Linked DNA regions of Mus musculus: regions 1, 2, 3, 5 and 6 are each linked to region 4. A link is a contact called in public Hi-C and HiChIP or PLAC-seq data. All regions are on one chromosome and are shown on one strand. The core of a region is the stretch at or near the end of the contact, and the rest is flanking DNA. Distances in the headings are between cores, read along the strand shown.

Region 1 (3,120 bases), core at 340-2,839, 850 kb after region 4:
AAGTCCTTACGAATCATTGAATGCTCAAACACTTGTCTACAGAAGGAGACTTTATTCTTAATTTTAAATCCTTAGACTCCAAAATACACAGTACTATACTTCCACGTCCCGTCTCACCACTGGACGTAAAAATGGTGAGGATTTCAGGGATTTGCCACTTTGCTCTCTAGGGATTATAATCTTCTAAAATTTGCCTCAGCCAAAAGGAAAGGTTGTCACAAAAAGCACCTCCTCCAACACTGTCCTCTTCCTGTTGTTGTCTGAAGGAGAGAACCCAGCCTATGTACATACTGAATCAAGTGGTGACCATCTAACCTGTGCAAAGTAGCACACACTTGGTTTAACTATTCAAATTAAACGTCCTGGTAGTTGTATTGATTAGACAGAGGAATCACTTCTTAATTTAATATACTCTCCTACATAAGGCAGGATCCTATGAATAGAAATAGTAATTTTACTGACTTAGAAACCCTGCTCTAGTAGCCGCAGTATTTACAAAGCCCGGCTTCTTGATTCCCCCAGGATTTGGTTTACAAGAGACACATCCATTCAATTAGTCCCTAGTCCAAAAGGGGCAGGTCCAAGCCAGTATCTTTTAAAATGTATATTTTGCACATCGTAGAGAACTGTGTGGCATGCAGATCATCTATAAGCTAGCATTCATGTGCCCATACTCTTGTCTTTTTTACATATTCATTTTTGTGATTTTATATTTTTATTAAGTATTTATTTTTAAGAAAACATGGATACAGACAATTTTGTGCTTGGGGAAAGCCGAGGTCATAACATTTACAACAACTGCTACTTTCAAATAAAAGTTGTTTATCACAAACATATATCCGCTATTTGTAGTTCTTATTGTTTTAAATCATGGTCATACTCCATCATCTTGCCTAATTAGGGACTTACTATATAGGCCCACAATGGCCTCAAATGTGAAGGAGCCGTCTGCCTTATCCTCCTGGTTTAGAGATGACAGGTATCAGGACCATAGCCTGCCCATTGTGTCTCAACTTTGGATGCATCCACCCTAACAGCTCCCCACATTTTGTCATGTATGATAAGTGACATGAGGACTCAAGTCAATTAGAAATAGCATTTTGATTTTAGGACGAAATTTCTTTAAAACTTGAAAGACATAAGAAAATGCTATTTATATGCATCTGGGGTAACTATTTTTTTGTGAAACAGATTTTAGGCTTGGCTCTGTAGTGAACAATATATTTTAAAGTACAGATCTCATTCCCTTAAAATGTTCTGCAGAATAGAAAGGTCCAGAAGGAAACTGGAATTCATGATGGTGGGGATTGGGAAACTTCTGATAACATTCCAGCCCCCGAGCTGCTCCATTGATCAACTATTAAAAGCATTGTGTGCCAATTCACCAGACATGCATTGGGCTCCGGGCAGGATGACATGACAGGTACACACTTACCTTTTTCATTTCCATTTGCATAATTTGGAGGCTTGTTTTTGTCAATGCTGTTAAAGCTCTGACTTCTCCTATTGAGATTGGAGGCTCCCTGAGCCTTGTTGCTGCTGCTCGCAGCTGGCACCCTAGAGGGCCCTGGAAGCCTGAAATAGCATAAAAAACATTACATCATTAGTGTGTACTCCAGAAGTTAAGGGGAAGGGACGAGTGAGCGAGAAGCGGTGGTACAGAACCCACAATACAGGATCAACTATGACGTACTTAACAGAAAATGATAAACAGTGATAAACGGCTGGACACAAAGTAAGAGACGATCAGAAAAATCTTGTAACACTTCTCAATAAGAATGTCCTCGAAATAGGAAAAATAAAATAAAGCAGACTTTAACTATAAAAATAACCTTACTTAAATGAATATAAGTTTATACTGAAAACACCGTAAAATTATATGACAAGGAAAAACAGTAAGATTTAACCTTATAGAGTTTCTGTGATATTACTTAGATATATGCAGTTGCTTAATTTTTCCTTTCAGTTTATGGAACATATTTTCAGCTACTGTAGCTTTTCCAAAGACTTAGAAATTAGTGGCAACAAACACTATTGAACAAAAGGCAAACAACAATTTTTTACTGACTAGCTAAGCTACTAAGTTACAATAAATACTTGATGCCACAAGCAAAGTCATGATTATACTATAGGTAGCTGAGCTGTCTCACAAAAATCTTCCATTCTCTGGTTAAAAAGGCAACTGAGATTTTTTCACCTGTGGCCACCTCCTCCCATAGGACAAGAACAGGATGTTAGCCTCTGAGGAAGGAAATCACTGTTAGTAGAACACAGTTGAAATATACCTGAACTGAAGGCAGTTTCAAGACATTGTATGCATGCAGGACAAGTCATGTGGACAGGCACCCCATTTCTATTATCAACAGGGTAGCTTGATGCTTGAAACCTGACACTTTGATTAATTAATGCTACTATTAAGTTTCAGTTTGGCTCAATTTACATTTTATTATGCTTTTCTTCAAAATTTCACGTGTCAATTATTTCATGAACTGTACCTATTTTCTAGCTTACATTACTGTTGTGCCAATCCACAGGAAATAAAACCGGAGCTTTTGACATGTGTGATAGGAATACCAAAGGCTTTGTGGGCATGTGCTGCCACCGTGTGAACAAGATTGTACACTGCACTGGAAATTCTTGTTTGAACAGAAAGATGGATCGATCCAAAACCTAAGAAATACAGTGCTGAGCTTTTCACAGATTTTTTTAAATGAAAAATTTTAAATATTTTTATATGTTTTATGTCCAAAATGTCAATCTATTTAACAGGACAGGTTTCAACACAACTCCACTATGCTACCTGACTTTAAAATAGCAAACCCTTAAAACAAAGGTATCTTTTATAACAGGAGAATCACACAATGCAATGAGCTTCAGGAAAATACAAATAATAAATGGGCAGATGTTACAGACAGTTAAAAGTTTCAATTTTTAAAATATACCTTAGAGTTTAAACACATATGGCTAACAAATAGGCTCTTCACCTATTTTGCTAGTTAGAGGTTGTGTCATACGCAAGATTAGAATCTTTTCCAAATGGATCCAGCTCTTAGTTTTTTTTCTCCAATAGCTCAACAAGGGGTTGTAACTACAACATCATAACCAGACACATTAGGAATT
Region 2 (3,028 bases), core at 302-2,801, 730 kb after region 4:
GAAAGAGAAAGCATCCATCCTACTTGGCATGAATATGTGTGAGAGAGTTCCCTAGGTATCTGGCTTATACATGCGACCCTGTGCATCAGCTCGGAGCTGGCAGGGATCTTCCTTTGCTTTCTTCTATTTGCTGGAGGGATAATGACTCAGAGGAGGCCAAGAGAGAGCATTTGCCATAGTGACCTTGCTCTCTTCTGAGCTGCTCTAGCAGAATAAGCTTTCTTTACAGTCCCTTGTGGCTCAGTGCAACTGCTTTCAGAGCAAGTCTGTAAGGAGTGAAGGCCTACTGTGTGACTGCTGCACCGGCTGGGACTTTATTCTGCTCATCAAATGAGAAGAGTGCCCCCTGGGACACCTTCCTGATTTATCACTCTGCTCCATCGAACAGTCACAGAACAAGTTGAAAAAGATTTATTAATGTCAAGTCCCAGCATGGAACACAAAAATCACAAAAATGAAGTTAATCAGGTGATGTCATTAGGATCTAACACGGGTGGTCATAGACTCAGAGGAAGTGAATGTTTCTTAATGATCCTTAATTGACAAATACTCATCAAAACCTGTGTCTGGGAAGGATGCAGACTACACGTTCATATAACAAACCTCCCTGTGGATTTCTCCATATTTAACCAAACACACAGTTTACTTACTATCTGAATAAGTTCATAAGTAAAGAGTAACATAGCTTGGAGTTCAGGTCATAGGCTATATGACTTTTAATTAAAAGATCTGTCTTTATTTACAGATAGAAATTGAAAAAACAAAACAAAACAAAACAAAACAACAACAACAACAACAAAGCTAAACCAAACGAAACAAAACCTCTAGGACTGAATGTAGCTCAGGCCATAAGATGTTTGCCTGGCGTATCCATCCGGAGTATCACAAAAGCAGACAAAGATACAGCAATAAACCGTGATCACCACAGATGGATGAACTGGTTGGTGAAACTTCCTCACTGAAGATAAATGCAATCCAGTGTGCCTGTGGCTTTTATACTGATCCTTGTCCTCTGCGAACAAGTCCAGAAACTAAGCAGTTCTGTAGCCCCACAGCTAGAGCACAAAATTTACAATTGTCTCAAAACTATCTCTTTAATATTTAAAGTTAGAGAATCACAGTGGATAAAAAAAATGTTATTTTCTAGCAAGAAAAAAGAAATGTATTCTAATTGTTAGGCATCTCCTAACAAGCTTTAAGAACAGTAATAGTTTATCTCACATCAATATCATTTCCCTGAAGTTAAAACGAAATGTTAACTCAGACACAGAGCTAAAAATCAATTCACTGTGAGTGAAGTGACTTATTTCCTGTGGATTCATATCACAAGGTCATACACTATGGGCCTGCACCTGTTCAGTTTTGATATGCCATGCTTTGTCTAGGAGGGGAAAAATAATCTCCTTGGAGGAGCAAAGATGCAACAGTGGTAAGAGAGGGAGAAGTCCAAAGCCACCCAGCAGGAGTGAGCTAAGAAGATAGAGGGCATATGGCAGCGTCACAGGGGTTTGACACCTGCTGCAGTGCCTCTCACATATTGCTCCTTAGGACTGGGCACAATGCCACATGCTCTCCTGTGTCATAGCTGCGCTATGCCAAATCCTCCTGAGAGTGGGGAAAGACATTCAATAGAAAAAGGTTAATGTAATTGGTAGTCTTTGTTGTTTCTGTTTTCACAAATGTAAGTTGCTTTCCTGCCAGCAAATGTGGATTCTTCTAAGCTGCTCTAAGAAGGCAGCCAATGTATTTTGAGAGAGCTGCCTTTAATGTACAATGGAGCCAAACCATTGTTTTTAGAGTTATTTGATTTTAGACTATATTATAGGCTCCGTGAATTGCTGAAAGAGACAGGGCACAAGAATATTATGACTTCCAAAGTCAAATATCGACAGCCCTTATGAAAGTTTGGCTTAGGAAAATTTCCTGCATGTGAAATGGCGAATGTAAGACAAAGTAAGAAGAGAGGTAACATGTGTAGTCCTTACTTTAGTTTGTAATTTTCTAACGTAGGCACTGTCTGTTGTTGTTGTTGTTCGTTTGTTTCTTTATTTTGCTTTGTTTTACCATGCTGTCACTCATCCGTTTGGATTTGTAGTCTATTAGTGAGTGGGAAGAAAGTTTCACCTTCATATGAATTCTCCTTTCCAGGACCTTACATTGCATAACTCTGGACGCTTCAACTTTGTTGATAAGACCATTCCCTCTAATGAGGCAAAACTTTGTTCTGATGTCTTTAAACGATAAAAGGCAACTTACATTTGCTGACAGCTGAGACGTGAGGGTAGCGACTTTCTCCTGGGAGGCAACCAGTTCTCTCCGTAGCTTATGGATTTGCTGTGCAATTAAAAAGTCCAATATACTCAATGAGCCATTAAAGCGAAGGCTTTATTACAAGAAACTAAGTATAGCAAACACAGATGACTCACTAACAACTCCTTAAAGAGAGGTGGATGCCAGCTATATCATGGCTCACAAGTGCTACTTATGGAGAGAGGACTGAATTTCTAAAACTTCCATGTTGGGAAATAAAACCTGCTCATCAAACTATATAATTGGTTCACCTTGTAAGCCCTGTAGGACTCATGAAATAGTTCACTGCCTCTGTGGAGTCTGTTCCTTCTAAAACATTACTGTGATAAATACTCAAGCATAAAATAACATTTTAAAATTCATAAATAACATCTACAAACTTTTCTTGATTTTTTTAATGCAAATGATTCACCTTGCAATTTTTCTGAAAATCTCAGATGCATAACACATATATTTTAGTTTTCTATATTTTGTAAGACTTTTCAAAAGTATAGTATATCTTATAATATACAAAACCTTGATTTAAATACTCAATGAGTCAATATTTGAAAACTTTTTTTTCTTCTTGAGATAGGATATTATCATGCAACCAAGGCTGTGCTCAAATATGTGATTATCTTGCCTCAGGTTCTAGAGTGCAGGAATTATAAGCAGGTATCACCATGCACAGTAAGAAATAATTTTATGGGATGGGACCTTAATGGAGAATAGATAATTC
Region 3 (3,345 bases), core at 806-3,305, 560 kb after region 4:
TGGCTAATATTACTACTAATTTCTGCCTGTCCTAAAGATGAAAGCAAGTGTCTTCTTTCTAGTCTTCCCCTAATCTCTAAGCAAAGGAAACAAATTCCTGTCTGTATTTTTCTGGCTTTCACATTTGGCTCTGAGTAGCATGCTTCTATACAGTGGGTCTCAGCCTTCCTAATGCTGCGAGCCTTTAGTGTAGTTCCTCGGGTTGTGGTGAAACAACCCATAAAATTATTTCATTGCTACTTCACAACAGTAATTTTGCTACTGTTATCAATTGCAAGGCAAATATCCAATATTTCCAATGGTCTTAGGCTACTCCCATGAAAGGGTCTTTGATCCCTCAATGGGATCACAATCCATAGGTTGAGAACTACTGTTCTAAGGCTTCATAAATCACACAGAGCTTACCATCTGAGAAGTAATCTGTAGTGAAGAATGTTCTCGAATTCTCATGGTAAATTGTTCTTCTGATTACTACCACTTTGAATAAGTTTTTATATTTGATCAGTTCCAAGTCACAGAAAAATTTCAGAATGCCCATAAATTTTCCTATTTCCCTATGACTACCTTTCATTAATAAGATACTCTTTTCTAGTTAGTGAACCAATGGTGGTATATTTATTATCAACTAAAGCCCAAAGTTGACTCAATTCCTTCTGCTTTTTCTTAAAGATCATTTTCTGTTCCAGGATGCATAAAGCACACTACAGTCCATGTGCTCGCTATGTCTCTTCAGGTCCCTCTTTGCTCTGACAACTTTTCAGACTTATTCTATAATGATCTTGGTGATTTTGAAGAGTTCTGACACTTTTTTTTCCTTCCAATATGACTGCCTGATGTCTGTTCTCATGAGATTGCCATATAGTTTTGGGAGAAAAAGACTGAAATAAGTAACTCAAGTCCTTTGGTTTTAAAAGATGATGCCTATCCTCTTATCTCAGAGCTCCATATCCTTGGTTGAACTTGATCAGGCTGAGGTGTTATTTGTCTTGTCTATGTAATCACTCCCTCTTGCTCCCTCTTTCTAGTTCAGTTTGGAAGGGTACTGTTAGCAATGCCTATAGACTCTGCCCAACAGTTACCTAGCAACAGCCAGGTAAGAGCCTGGATCAGGTATAGGAAGGGCTGTTCATCTCTCCCTCTCTCCTCTCTTCCCCCCTCTTCCTCTCCATTTACTTTGCACTCCCACCACCTGTCTCTTTCTTCCCCATGCTCCCCTAGCTGGTCTCTTCTCCTCTTTCTCTTTTCCTCTCCTCTCTTTTACTGTCCTTCTCTGTCCCCCTTTCTCTGGGTCTTCCCATTTCTAGATCCCAGCTCTACTCTTTGGCTCCCTTCCCCCAATAAACTTCCTTTTATACTAGGTCTGTCTAGTCTATGGCTGATGCCTCAGGGGCAACACCTTGGCAGGGTCACTGAGGGGCTTCCATCAGCTGCATCATTCGGCCATGTTTATAAAACAACAGATGCCATAGTTGGCACTCACAGTCCTGAGACCCTTGCTTGCTTCATGTCTTTGAGGGCACAACATGCCCATACATTTTTTTTATAATGAAGAATTTTTCCATTCCTCTCCATTTATTCATATATTCATTCATATCAATATAGACTTACAGTCATAAATGTTATTATTCTGGGTAAAAATAAATCTCATACTTGATCAAATGGATCTACTAACGACATTTGGGAGCTCTTGCGGCTGGTGTGTGAGTCACTGTGACATGTCTCTAATGCATTTTGTATGTGTGTATGTGTTTGTATGCTGCACTTTCTGAAATCACAACATATTCTAGATGTCTCACAGTTTTTGATCCAGTTTATACAAAGAGCTCTAGTAACCAAGCTCTTCATTCTATTGGTGTTCTTTGTCATTACTGTGGTCAAAGATAACAAGGATTATAAATGTGGGCTTTGAGAAAAAAAATCTGCTTCCCTTACCATCCTGGTAATTTCTGTTGATAATGAAATCTAATGTGTAGCCAAGCGCTTGTCTTGGAGCCTAAGGTTGCAAATAGCCTTAGTGCTATCTTCTAAGGAAAGACATGTGTCATCCAATTTTACTTACCAAGAGACAAAGTCATGGAGAACTGTAAACCTGTGTTCAGCTCACACTGATGAGACTGACCTAGGGTTGAGTCTTATTTTTCTTTATTGACACATGAACTGTTGTATCTTTGCCATGAGAATAAAATGTTCATCTATAGTTTATTTATTAAGATTGAATCTTACAAAGCAACTGAAAAAGCTGGTTTACCATTCTTTCCTGAAGGTAGGCATTTGAGTTAGTTATGTTTAATAGAAGGGCAAGTGGGGTGGTTTAACACCCCTGTGGTACACACGGCAGATGTCACTGATACGGTTCAGTACTCTGCCAATGAGTCTCTATGGCCCTGAGAAGCTTTCTTATCATGGCTCCAGCAGCTACTGTCAAAAAGCCAATGTCACGATCTCTTTGGAGAAATGTTTGGCGGCACCATCCTAAACCAAATGAACATATGTATATGTCAGATTAAATAGTCCTATTAGGGCAAGGGATACTAGCCAAATCTCATTTAAAGCATATATGATGACTAGAGGAGTCAGTCTCAAAAGAGAGATCTTTCAGGGCTGGACAGATAGCTCTTGGAATACTAGTTAACATGTCTGAATGCTTTGTTCTATCCTCTATAAACAAGGCATGGCAGTATGTGCCTGCAATTCACGGGGGAGGTAGAAGCAGGATTAAGGAGTTAAGGTCATCCTTAGTTAACTCATGAGTTAAGAGGCCGAGCCTGGCCTATATGAGACATATCTTTTAAAAGATCAATCGATAAAACATATAATCGAACAAACAACACACACAGAGATACTTCAGATCAAGCATGCCATGAATATGACCCCCTGGATTAGAAGTTGGAGATTCAGACATTTATTTTTGCCTCTCCACATCCCCAGAGTTCTGAGACTAGAAGGTCAAAGTTATGATTTTCCTCAAGTGTATTTATATCCCCCATTTCTAGCCCTTGGTCTTGATGTAATAGGCGGTCTTCAGTGGTGTATTTCATCAGGTCAGTAAAAGCATTTTCTCACTTAGAATGGGAATGCTACAGACCTTCACCTTTGACAACCGAAAGATCACACCTGAGAATTGGCTGAGCATTCCACAGAATAGAGTTCAGTGTTGCTTGCTGAAACTAGGCTCCCAAGAAGAGAATAAAATATTCTGGCAATGTGAAGGCCCTATGCCAAGAAAGAAATAGTATTCTACATTTGCCTTGGACAAGGCAAAAGCTGAAATTTGTTACTCTTAGTCTTTGTTAAAATAGGGTCTCGGGAGTCAGAAGAAAAAAAAAAAATTCCGTAGTTTACTGA
Region 4 (3,282 bases), core at 46-2,545:
CCACAGAGGCTAACCAGATTAGCAAGATCAAAGTAAAAGTCAAGTCTCCTGATAATTCTGGTGTCACTTGGAAAGGTTTTGAAACTTCCCATGTTATTACCCTCCCACTATAAAGGCTACCTGGGTAAATCTCGGGAGGGTGATGATCTAGTTTTAATTTTTACAAACTCAACAAGCCCTCAAAGTTCAGACAGTGACCCTGAGGTGCTATCCCAAACTGTCAGCCCCACAGGACAGATGCAAACAAGAAGATTCTGATAGCAGGCACAGGAGAGCAGCAGCAATTAAGCAGTTGAAAGTGGGTTGGAGTGTTGGGTTATTTTTGTTCCATTTGTAGCCTCTTGCAAGGAGGAGATGGATTCAAATTTGACACTTCCTTTCTGAGAGCAGAAGCTGGTCTCCTTGTCTACTCTCATTCAGTTTAATTCCCTGTGTGGTTTCATCCCTTCCTGGACTCATATTTTCACACGGGGTTGCAATCTATCCTCCCTCCAACAGAAAGAAATCTTTTTTCTCTTCTTCACTGCCCTTCTTCCCTGTAAGAAAGACAATCCTCCACCCCCCGTTGGGGGTGGGGGGCTGTACTGGCTTAGAATAGGAGGAGGGGGAGGAGAGAGGGGGCTGGGGGGTGGAGGACAGAGGAGAGAATGGAAGAAGCAAGAAGATGGGGGATGCCCAACATCAACTCCTGGTTCTGAATCACCAGCCCTGTGCAAAGTGCTTTCCCCGGAGATGCACTTGTGGTCTTGCATTTCTCACAATAGGCTTACGGGGGGATCCCTCCCTAGGTCTCCCATCGCCACAAATCAAGTGTACCTACGTCTCTTCGACAGATTGAAGCGCAGAGGTACCAAGGTACCACCGAGGTGGCCGCGCTGCCAGTGGGGCTGCCTTACCTGGAGCGAGGACCGACCGGGAGATGGTGCGAGTCTTGGTCCCCGCTGCTCTCACCGCGGACCGGTGCGAGGCACACGAGTACTCTCTCGCTGCCTCCGCTCTCAGAGGGGCAGCCTGCAACACAAAAGGGGTGTGTGGGTGTGGGTGTGGGTGAGGTTTTCTAGGGCCACCAGCTGGTCCCAGCTGGCCGCCCCCGCCCTGCACACACCCCTTCGGGGACCTGAGCCCCCTGTTGGGTGAGCAGGACCCTGGGGGCTTGCCCCGGTTACAGCCTCAAGTTGCCCACTGCTAACTGCGGATGCTGTCGCTGCAGGAGGAGGAGGAGGAAAGACACTGGGGGCTGAACTCGGTCAGAGCATCCCCACACTGCAGCTTCTCCAGGAATCCCTCCAGTGAGGAGGCGGCCGCCCATCATCTCCCGGCCCCGGCTCTTGATTGGTTCCAACCAAGGTACGCTGCTCAGAAGAGCCAATCAGAGAGCACTGATAATAGGTGGCTCCTCTCAGGCAACGGAGCCCAGCCCAGTACTGTTAGAGTCTCTCCATCCCCACAGCGGACAGGGACCTGAGGAGAGGGGTTTAGGAGAGTGGCGGGGGTGGGGTGAACTAAGAGGAGACCAGATCCCAAAGAGAAAACACTAAAAGATAATTTTCTAGACCCGGTGGGTAGACTCGGGAATGCCCTCAACCTGTTCAGTAAGCCATAAGCACTGGATAAGAAGCAAGCCTAATACAAAGCTTTTTTTTAACTTTCAATCAAAACCTGCCTTGATACTGAGCATGCCCAGATCTACACAGCATCCTAGGAGTTTCGATATGTGTGAGTTCTAGGTTGAAAAGGTGGGAGCTGGGACGCGAGAGAGGCAGAAGTTTGTCTTTGGCCATTTGACACCGCGGAGTTGTGGGGAAGCAGGACTACTGAGATAGAGGTGGTCCTTCTTGCTTTGGGAGACCAGTCACATCATTCCGTCTGAACTCGAGTGGGAAGCCAGGCTCCGATAATGTCAGGGCAGCTAGATGTCTAGAGACCGCCCAGGAAGGGTGTGGTGGACCAGAGCTGTATGCAAGGTCCATCCATAGGTGGGGCGGAGGAGCGAGGCTCCACCCAGCTGCAGCTGCTAGGCAATGGAGCGAGCGCCCAGGGAGTTTCCATGCAGCGACCAATAAGTTTGGAGACTTGGGTCAAGTGCGACCTTGCTAGGCACGCTTTTTCCACCTTCTTGGGCTTGTGCTCGCCCCCCCCCCCCCTGTCTCCGTCTCTCTTCACCCCTTGCCCGCCCGCACGGTGGGGGACTAAAGGGCTTTCTCCCTCCTCTTCCTAGCTGAACCCTTCTGCTCGGAAGTAAGAAGCTTTTCCCTCGTGAGAGCAGCCGTGACCTGATTGTCTCTAAGCTCCTGGGCAATTTATAGCTTGGTAATACCGAGAGATGCCAAACAGGGAGGCTGAGAGGCTTGGACGGGAGGGCAGGCTGGCTGGCCCTGGGGTGGAGTCTAGCTCCCAAGGGCAGGAGCCTTTTACTCCACAGGTGAAATGCTTTCTTGTCACTAACAGAGATTTTTTTTTTTCTTTCCCACTCGCTTGACCTTGCTCAGTGCCCTCAGAACCTCTTGTTTTGCTTGGAAATCTTAGCAGTTTTTGTAAAGTTGATCAATAGCCACAAATGAGCACTCCCCTAATTGGGCTCTTTATTTTCCTGACAGGATGATCCTGGCATCTCAGGTAAGGAAATAAATAGCGATCGCAATTCCCCAAACTCATCCACTTTGAACTGGAGTTTCATTAACACTGGTGTGCAAAGGTAACTGTAGAGAGAATTCAATTAACAGTAACACATTTCTTCAGGTTTGTAATTAAATCTCTTCTATTTATATAATGTTTAAGATTAAGATTCAGAATATATGCCCAAAGGTGGCCACTTTCACATAAATGTATCCTTCTGGGACATGAACCCTTTTGTTTTGGGCTTTGTTTGCATTATCAAGAATTTAGAATCAGAGGTAAACTAAGAAAATAATACACCTTCAACTTGTAACTTTATGTAATATGCACCTTCGGTTTTCCAAAAAAAGCCCCTAAACCTTATTTGAAAATAGTTTCATAGGTGAGAAGAGGAGATAACAGACATTGTAAGTTGATTTGAAATGTTTGGCCAAGGAGGGGAGAGGCCTGAAGAGAAGGGGGAGTGGAGTGGGTCAGAGTAAAAGCAGGTAGAAAAACTGAGTATTTGTCTTTATTCTCCAATGAAGATGAGTGCATGAGAGAAGCATTATAATATCCACCTAATGGAAATTTTTATTTTAAAAATATACATTGCTCTCTATTTAGTTTTTTTCCTAGTTTAAAAGCTACATATTTTTCCCAGTTACCAACAGCAACATGTAGAAA
Region 5 (3,413 bases), core at 32-2,531, 670 kb after region 4:
GCCCTTCAGGAGGAGCGCACGGCAGTTAGAAGGAAGCTGGTCCTTCCCGTTGGCCACAGGCGATTTTATTTTGCGGTGGGTGCACAATTCCTTTTGTGCTTATGGAGGACTGGCCTCGTGGGTTCATTCTGCAGTGAGGGAGCACACAGCCCAAACTCTACTGGGGCCCTGTCACCAGCACCATGTGGCACAAAGGAAGTTCCATGGATCAGAAGGATCCTGCCTGAGAAGGGCAGCCTCCGCCCCGAGGAAACAAAAGAAAGGCACGAAAAAGAAAAAGAAGAAAAAGAAAAAAAATAGGCCTGCACTGTAAACTTTGAAAGAGGAAGAAAATAAAGTCCAGTCTCACTATCCCGTGTGTAATCTACTCGGTTGCCCCGTCTTTAGGGCCCTTTCCAGTCAAGCAATGGAGCCGTTGCGAACTCCATGGTTATAAAAATGCCTGGGAATAAAGTAAACTTAAGCTCCCATTTCAATTTAGCATCTTGTCAGTTCCAACCTAATTCTGCTACCTCCGTGGACACCACAACTCTGGGCCAGGGCCCTGGACAGGGGACTTTTCATACTGGCAGTGGTTTAGTGACAATACCTGTCTTTTAAAACACCTTTTGAAAAGCATAGTCCTTTGCCTAACTCGTTCACCCTTTAGAGGGTGGATTCAATAGATGTATCCAAAATGTCTTCACGGTGGCTGACACTATCGCCGTCACAGCTTTGAGTGCTGGGGTAATTGGCGGCTTCTTGGAGCTTCATTAGCATATTCATCTGAAGAAAGGAAAAGAGACATCCCTGTGAGCAACCATGCATTGAGTCAGCCAGCCCCAGAACGAGCAGGGCCCTGAGCCATCTCAGTAGAACTGTGTCTGCTCATCCCATCCAAATGAAAATGCACATAACAGTTATGGGTTTTCGCTCGCCCGACCTGGCTCTTAAATTGTTTCTCTCCAGAAGAACAAAATAGGGCCGTAAGATAACTCTTTTATGTGGGGCTGTGAATGAATGCTACTTCAGCGGGGAAACTGGAAAGGAAACCCTATCACAGCTGGACATCTGGGTTAGTTGCTGGAGAGCAAGCCAGGCTTCCCCACTTTTTTGGCTGGGAGAAACAGAGAGCACTGAATGGCAAATGAAAGTTGTGAATATTCACAAACACATACACGCGCACGCACACACGCACGCGCGCACACACACACACACACAGCATAGAGGCTTGCAAGCATTGTCCCTTGAGAGAAGCAGGAGACAACGGAGTGGAATGAAGCCAGCTGCTGCACACAGCACACACCATCTGTTGTTCAGGAACTGACCTCCAGAGGGGGTAACTGGAGGAAGCAGACCGTGAGCATTTGAAGAGGGAGAAGGAAAGAATCACTGTCAAGTGTTTGTTGTCACCGAGGCTCTAGCTGAAATATGATTGATACATCACTGAGAACAAAAGCCTCCTCCTGGAACAATAGCGGCTGTCTCAGGCGTCTCAGCGTCCTAGGGGAACGGTAGCGTTTGTTCCAGTAGAGGGGACTTGTGCCTGAAAGCACCCGGGGAGAAGGAGAGCTCTCCAATGTATTATAAAATAAAAGGCTTGGATTTCAATAGATCTGCAGTTCCACTATTAGAGACAGGAGCTAGGGAAAAAAGAATGTTTAAAACCAGTCTGGGCAAATCGATGGCTGGACAATTTCGGAAGGCACAGGGTAATTGGCACCTGTCTTCTTGAGGGTCAGGGGCTTGTTTTCTTATTGAGGGTTTCTAACAGTACAGTAAACTTTATATTTCTTAGTGCCAAATGCTAACTATAGTTTTTTTTTTTCTCCTCAGCAATCAAAGTTGTCTTTTATCTTTCAACTCAGAGAAATAGAGAGAGGATATCTAAAACAAGGTTTCTTGGTCTGTAATCAGGCTATGGATATTTGTATGTCAGAAAAAAAAAAAAGAAAAAAAAAAAAAGAAAAAGAAACCATGTGTTGGATAAGTGCTTGGGAAATAAGTAATGAGCTGATAACCATCAATTCCAGCAGGAATGTCGTTTGGACACAGAGGCTATGGTTAGAGAGTATTTTGAAATCATTTTGATAGTTTTCAGGACATTTTTTTTTCAATAGCATTTCTGCCATAACTACTACAATGTATTAAACCACCTACACAAGAATATGGGATGAAAGTAGTTTGTGAAAATGTCTGAAGCTTAAAGCATTAAAGAAGCTGATTTATTAAAGAGGACCGTGTCTGAGCACCCTCCTGACTTTAAAAGAGACGATACAACATCCTCTGACCCTACTGGGCACCAGGCATATATGGTACACATGCATGCATATGTGCGCACACACACGCGCGCACACACACAAACAAACACACAAGCAAAATATTCATAGACATAAAATAATAAATAAAAGAAATGCTGCTATATAGTAGGTTCAATTAGCATAATTTCCCAATCTGAAATCTGTAGTAAACACACACAATGAGATTTACTCTGTGACTAATGGTTATTCTTTTGCATATTGAAATCAAAGGACATTATAAAAAGAAGGTAGGTTTACATATCACTCAATTATCATTATGATCAACGTAGAGTCTCTGGACATCATTTTCCCCTGGTCTCCTTTGCATCCTCTGTAGACCCACAGCCAAGATAATACCTATTACTTTACCATGTTCCTCTGTGTGTCTCCCACTGCCAGTTACCCCAACACCATGTTCCGCCCTCTGCTCTGTTACTAGAAAGACCTTAAGATACTACAAATCTAAACAGATAAAACACTAGTCAAAAATACCCACTGGCCTTCATTCTTCTTGAGTTTCATGTGTTTTGCAAATTATATCTTGGGTATTCTAAGTTTCTGGGCTAATATCCACTTGACACTTCGCCCCTTCTTAGAATTGGGAACAAAACACCCATGGAAGGAGTTACAGAGACAAAGTTTGGAGCTGAGACAAAAGGATGGACCATCTAGAGACTGCCATATCCGGGGATCCATCCCATAATCAGTCTCCAAACGCTGACACCATTGCATACACCAGTAAGATTTTGCTGATAGGACCCTGATATAGCTGTCTCTTGTGAGGCTATGTCGGGGCCTGGCAAACACAGAAGTGGATGCTCACAGCCAGCTATTGGATGAAACACAGGGCCCCCAATGGAAGCACTAGAGAAAGTACCCAAGGAGCTAAAGGGGTCTGCAACCCTATAGGTGGAACAACAATATGAACTAACCAGTACCCCCTGGAGCTCGTGTCTCTAGCTGCATATGTATCAGAAGAAGGCCTAGTTGGCCATCATTGGGAAGAGAGGCCCCTTGGTCTTGCAAACTTTATATGCCTCAGTATGGGGGAATGCCAGGACCAAGAAGTGGGAGTGGGTGGGTAGGGGAGTGGAGGGGGGTCTAGGCAACTTTTGGGATAGCCTTTGAAATGTA
Region 6 (3,162 bases), core at 403-2,902, 650 kb after region 4:
TGTACAATGTCTGGCTGCAGAAGTCTGTATTTGTTCCCATCTCTCTCTCTTTCCTCTCTCTCCCTCTCCCCCCTTCTGTTCTTTCTATGTATGAGTGCTCTGTCTGCATGCACATCTGCATGCCAGAAGAGGGTATCAGATCCCTTTATTGATGGTTGTGACCCACCATGTGGTTGCTGGGAATTCAATTCAGGGCATCTACAAGAACAGCCAGTGCTCCTAACTGCTGAGTCATCTCACCAGCCCAAAAATTCTGTTCTTGAACCAGAAGGTATGTATGGATAATATATACATACATTTACATATACACATACACATACATCATATACATATAAACATTTTATATATATATATATATGCATATATTTTTTTTTCCTAACAAATGCTTCCAAGGCAAACACTTTACTGAGATCTCACCAACCCGAAATTTACTTTTAACTGCTGTTTTCTCAGCCAATATATGTAACCTCAGGAAGTTTCCCATGACCCAAAGACTCAATAGTCTACAGAAGTATAATTGCATTCATTAACATTTTAAGGATATGAAAGACTTGTAGAAAGCAAAGCACGAGACAACTGTGCTGACCAGACCACTGACACCTTATGTTACTATTTACGAACATATTTTAACAGACGTATTTCCTCATGTATCACATGCTTTAATCTAGCCCATTACATTTAGGCTGCTTTTATCAATGTTGACACCTATGCATTAAGTGTCATTTAAAAAAAATTACTGACACAAGACTGTCTATATAAAATGGTGGGTCTCATTTCTTGTGTGGGTCCCCTCAGCATCTAAGTCTGGCAGAGGTGAGCATTTTACAGCAAAGGTCGTGCAGATGTTCTTCATACAGAACGCAATGTCCACAAACTGAAAAGCTACCCCCCCCCCCCGTCATAAAACAGTTTCACTGGCAAGTGCATTCTGCTTCCAAGTGCTCTCATTTATTCTGCGAGCTTCAGAAAACGACTGAGTGAAAGCAGTCACGTTCTCTCCCCCCAACACAGGAAGATGTCACCTGTTTTGTTTTTGAAAAATATATAACTTGAAGATTGCAACCAAGTCCCAACATGCTTGAGAAGAAAAACCTGGAGAGACTTCTGAAAAGGCGAAGGCTGGAATAGTTATAACTAAGTGTAGTTAAAGAAAGAAAATCCAAGCAAGGTAAGGAAGGGAGGGATATATTGGGGCAGGGGTGTACAAGAAAGAAGCCAGCAAGGAAAGATGACAGATGTTTGCAAATGGAACAGGAGACAGTCCAAGAGAGAGCACTTGAGCTCAGACTGACGGATACTAAGAGCATTTTCTCTTTCTTTTGTTCTTATCAAACAAGGAATGACATTTTAAAGGACAGCGTGTAACAGAGGAAAAAAAGGACACTAGAGTAAATTGCAGGTCCTGAGGCTGAGCTGTTTTACTAAGGAAAGGGCTGATCTAGCTCTGAGAGCTGCTGCAGAGAATCACATGCACATCGCTGAGGGAGACACTCAGATCTTTTAAGTCTCCATCCAATTCAAACAGAAAACCAGGACACAATCAACATAACAAAAGACGTTCCGATGATTTAATATGATTCTACTGCATTCATCCAAAGCAGTTAGAAAAGCGTCTTCAAAGTACTTCCTCATTCATCTGCGAAAGTGTAGGCTGGGCCCCCTACTGGACATACTCGGCAGTGCAAGGAAAGAGCTCTTCATTTTAGACTATCATCCTCATGGGTCCCGTGCTGTGCAAGACACAGCCCAAAGCTCCAATGACCGGAAGAGGAAATGAGACGGCAAAAGAACTTGCCAGCCAACCATCTTTCTTCAGACGCCGGGAGGGAGAAGAGGAGCTATGTATGCGAGCATCTTTTTTTTGCCACTGGGGACACAACCATCTAAGCCAGCAACTGCTGTTTGATATAGCTAGGCACCTACCGGCTGGACAGATATCCAAAAAGTGGATTGGCCAGATAGAAAACAGCCTAGACTGAGATCTACATTTAAGAGTAAACGTCCATACTTCCTTTTTCAGGGCCTTAACAGAGATAAACCAGATTAGGGTTTGTGCTGTAGAGCCGCAAGCAAGGCATGAAGCCATGGAAGAGAGAGGGCAAGAAATTTGATACGAAGCTGTGGGTAGTGACCCTTTCACAGGGGTCACATATCAGATATCCTGCATATCATATGTTTATATGGTGCTGTCAGTGTAGCAACATTACAGTTATGAAGTAGCAACAAAATAATTAAAGTAGCACAACATGAGGACATGTGTTAAATGGTCACAGCCTTAGGAAGGTTGAGAACCACTGATGTCAGAGGAACTTAGGCAGATAAATTGTGCCTTTTCCCTAGAACAGCAAATGACAATAACATACTTTAAAAATTAAAATTAAAAAAATGATCTCCTACCAGTTAATTTATTCATTTATTTATTTACTTATTTACTTTTTAGGAACCTCAGTGTTAGCTCTAGCCTGGATTGCTGCAGCAGAGTGACTGATATTTATTGCACAGTTGCATTAGGCATATTCTAATTGAATATGAACATATTAACCCATCCCTATCATTCTTGTCATTTTATATGATGGTAAGAAAACGGGGTTTAGAAATAACTTGCCTAAAGTCACATACACTGGTAACAGGGAAAGGTCGCTGTTAAGGCTACTGTATACAAGTCTTAGAGACTGGGTGTTTATGAGATCCGCATATCTATTGGGAGCCAAACCAACTGAAGACTTTCTCAGAGGCCTCCAGGTAAGGTTAAAAGGGGATGTTAATTCTGTGTCCTTGCAAGGGTCAACTTGGCCAGGTCCATTCTGGAGGCTGGAGGCTGGGGGCTGGGGGCTGGGGGCTGGAGCCTGGGCCCTTTAAGGTTTTGGTTCCTGGAAACCTGACTTTCTCCCTTGGAGGGCTGTAGTTATCAGTGCTAAGGCATCTCTGTCTGAGATATCCTGTGTTTTCTTTGCCAACATTGTTTGATTTAGCTCTCTGCTGACCTTGGGCCCATCTTCCCCCTACAAACAGTATATAAGATGAGAGACTCAATAAACTCACTTGTACAAGGCTGGGTCCTAGCTATCCATCTTCTTTATTTCTCACAGTGGGTCTACTCTTCTTCAACTCACCATTTAGGACCCTATTCTGGTGGGCTCAGGTCATACTTTTCAGATCTGG

What was found. Hi-C and Micro-C count contacts between places; a contact is called where the count stands out from the background. HiChIP or PLAC-seq counts read pairs in DNA pulled down with a chosen protein or histone mark.
Region 1: a contact with region 4 is called in a Hi-C map of olfactory sensory neurons, with 4 times the contacts expected there. The contact joins the enhancer-like site here to the promoter of Syt1 in region 4. A contact is called at or near these places in 6 of 39 promoter capture datasets (the 3T3-L1 cell line, embryonic stem cells, hippocampal neurons and 2 more), 3 of 484 Hi-C or Micro-C datasets (cerebellum, cerebral cortex and olfactory sensory neurons) and 2 of 115 datasets of contacts at active chromatin or transcription factors (astrocytes and forebrain).
Region 2: a contact with region 4 is called in a Hi-C map of cerebellar granule neurons, with 2.6 times the contacts expected there. The contact joins the enhancer-like site here to the promoter of Syt1 in region 4. A contact is called at or near these places in 12 of 39 promoter capture datasets (the 3T3-L1 cell line, 3T3-L1-derived adipocytes, the C10 cell line and 7 more), 3 of 484 Hi-C or Micro-C datasets (cerebellar granule neurons and cerebellum) and 4 of 115 datasets of contacts at active chromatin or transcription factors (SST interneurons, embryonic basal ganglia, embryonic forebrain and 1 more).
Region 3: a Hi-C map of cerebellar granule neurons shows a contact between it and region 4, with 2.8 times the contacts expected there. The contact joins the enhancer-like site here to the promoter of Syt1 in region 4. A contact is called at or near these places in 10 of 39 promoter capture datasets (the 3T3-L1 cell line, 3T3-L1-derived adipocytes, the C10 cell line and 5 more), 1 of 484 Hi-C or Micro-C datasets (cerebellar granule neurons) and 3 of 9 other capture datasets (adipose tissue, liver and pancreatic islet).
Region 5: a contact with region 4 is called in an H3K4me3 HiChIP or PLAC-seq map of forebrain, with 7 times the contacts expected there. The contact joins the enhancer-like site here to the promoter of Syt1 in region 4. A contact is called at or near these places in 6 of 39 promoter capture datasets (the 3T3-L1 cell line, cranial neural crest, embryonic stem cells and 2 more), 2 of 484 Hi-C or Micro-C datasets (cerebellar granule neurons and cortical neurons), 6 of 115 datasets of contacts at active chromatin or transcription factors (SST interneurons, VIP interneurons, embryonic forebrain and 3 more) and 1 of 9 other capture datasets (embryonic stem cells).
Region 6: a contact with region 4 is called in an H3K27ac HiChIP or PLAC-seq map of SST interneurons, with 9 times the contacts expected there. The contact joins the enhancer-like site here to the promoter of Syt1 in region 4. A contact is called at or near these places in 11 of 39 promoter capture datasets (the 3T3-L1 cell line, the C10 cell line, cranial neural crest and 5 more), 6 of 484 Hi-C or Micro-C datasets (the AtT-20 cell line, cerebellar granule neurons, cerebellum and 2 more), 8 of 115 datasets of contacts at active chromatin or transcription factors (SST interneurons, VIP interneurons, embryonic forebrain and 5 more) and 1 of 9 other capture datasets (adipose tissue).

What each region holds. Positions count from the first base shown.
Region 1 is chr10:109,862,317-109,865,436 of GRCm38.p6, forward strand. Nav3 (neuron navigator 3) reads right to left here. Exons shown (of 38, transcript NM_001368815.1): 7 at 1,436-1,575. Among named protein-coding and RNA genes, the nearest start is that of Nav3, 140 kb to the right of the region's middle. Within about 2 kb of position 1,590, at least 6 of the 459 cell types and tissues checked have an H3K27ac peak or open chromatin away from gene starts, as enhancers often do. A contact at or near this core is called in olfactory sensory neurons, where this site is marked.
Region 2 is chr10:109,740,345-109,743,372 of GRCm38.p6, forward strand. It overlaps Nav3 (neuron navigator 3), which reads right to left. Exons shown (of 38, transcript NM_001368815.1): 22 at 2,257-2,334. Among named protein-coding and RNA genes, the nearest start is that of Gm40757, 140 kb to the left of the region's middle. Within about 2 kb of position 1,552, at least 7 of the 459 cell types and tissues checked have an H3K27ac peak or open chromatin away from gene starts, as enhancers often do. A contact at or near this core is called in cerebellar granule neurons and cerebellum, where this site is marked.
Region 3 is chr10:109,571,011-109,574,355 of GRCm38.p6, forward strand. No RefSeq gene overlaps it. Among named protein-coding and RNA genes, the nearest start is that of Gm40757, 25 kb to the right of the region's middle. Within about 2 kb of position 2,056, at least 2 of the 459 cell types and tissues checked have an H3K27ac peak or open chromatin away from gene starts, as enhancers often do. A contact at or near this core is called in cerebellar granule neurons, where this site is marked.
Region 4 is chr10:109,009,680-109,012,961 of GRCm38.p6, forward strand. Syt1 (synaptotagmin I) reads right to left here and starts at 1,296. Exons shown (of 11, transcript NM_009306.3): 1 at 897-1,296.
Region 5 is chr10:109,683,475-109,686,887 of GRCm38.p6, forward strand. It overlaps Nav3 (neuron navigator 3), which reads right to left. Exons shown (of 38, transcript NM_001368815.1): 38 at 1-765. The coding sequence ends at 646. Among named protein-coding and RNA genes, the nearest start is that of Gm40757, 87 kb to the left of the region's middle. Within about 2 kb of position 1,282, at least 76 of the 459 cell types and tissues checked have an H3K27ac peak or open chromatin away from gene starts, as enhancers often do. A contact at or near this core is called in SST interneurons, VIP interneurons, cerebellar granule neurons and 5 more, where this site is marked.
Region 6 is chr10:109,663,424-109,666,585 of GRCm38.p6, forward strand. No RefSeq gene overlaps it. Among named protein-coding and RNA genes, the nearest start is that of Gm40757, 67 kb to the left of the region's middle. Within about 2 kb of position 1,653, at least 17 of the 459 cell types and tissues checked have an H3K27ac peak or open chromatin away from gene starts, as enhancers often do. A contact at or near this core is called in the AtT-20 cell line, SST interneurons, VIP interneurons and 3 more, where this site is marked.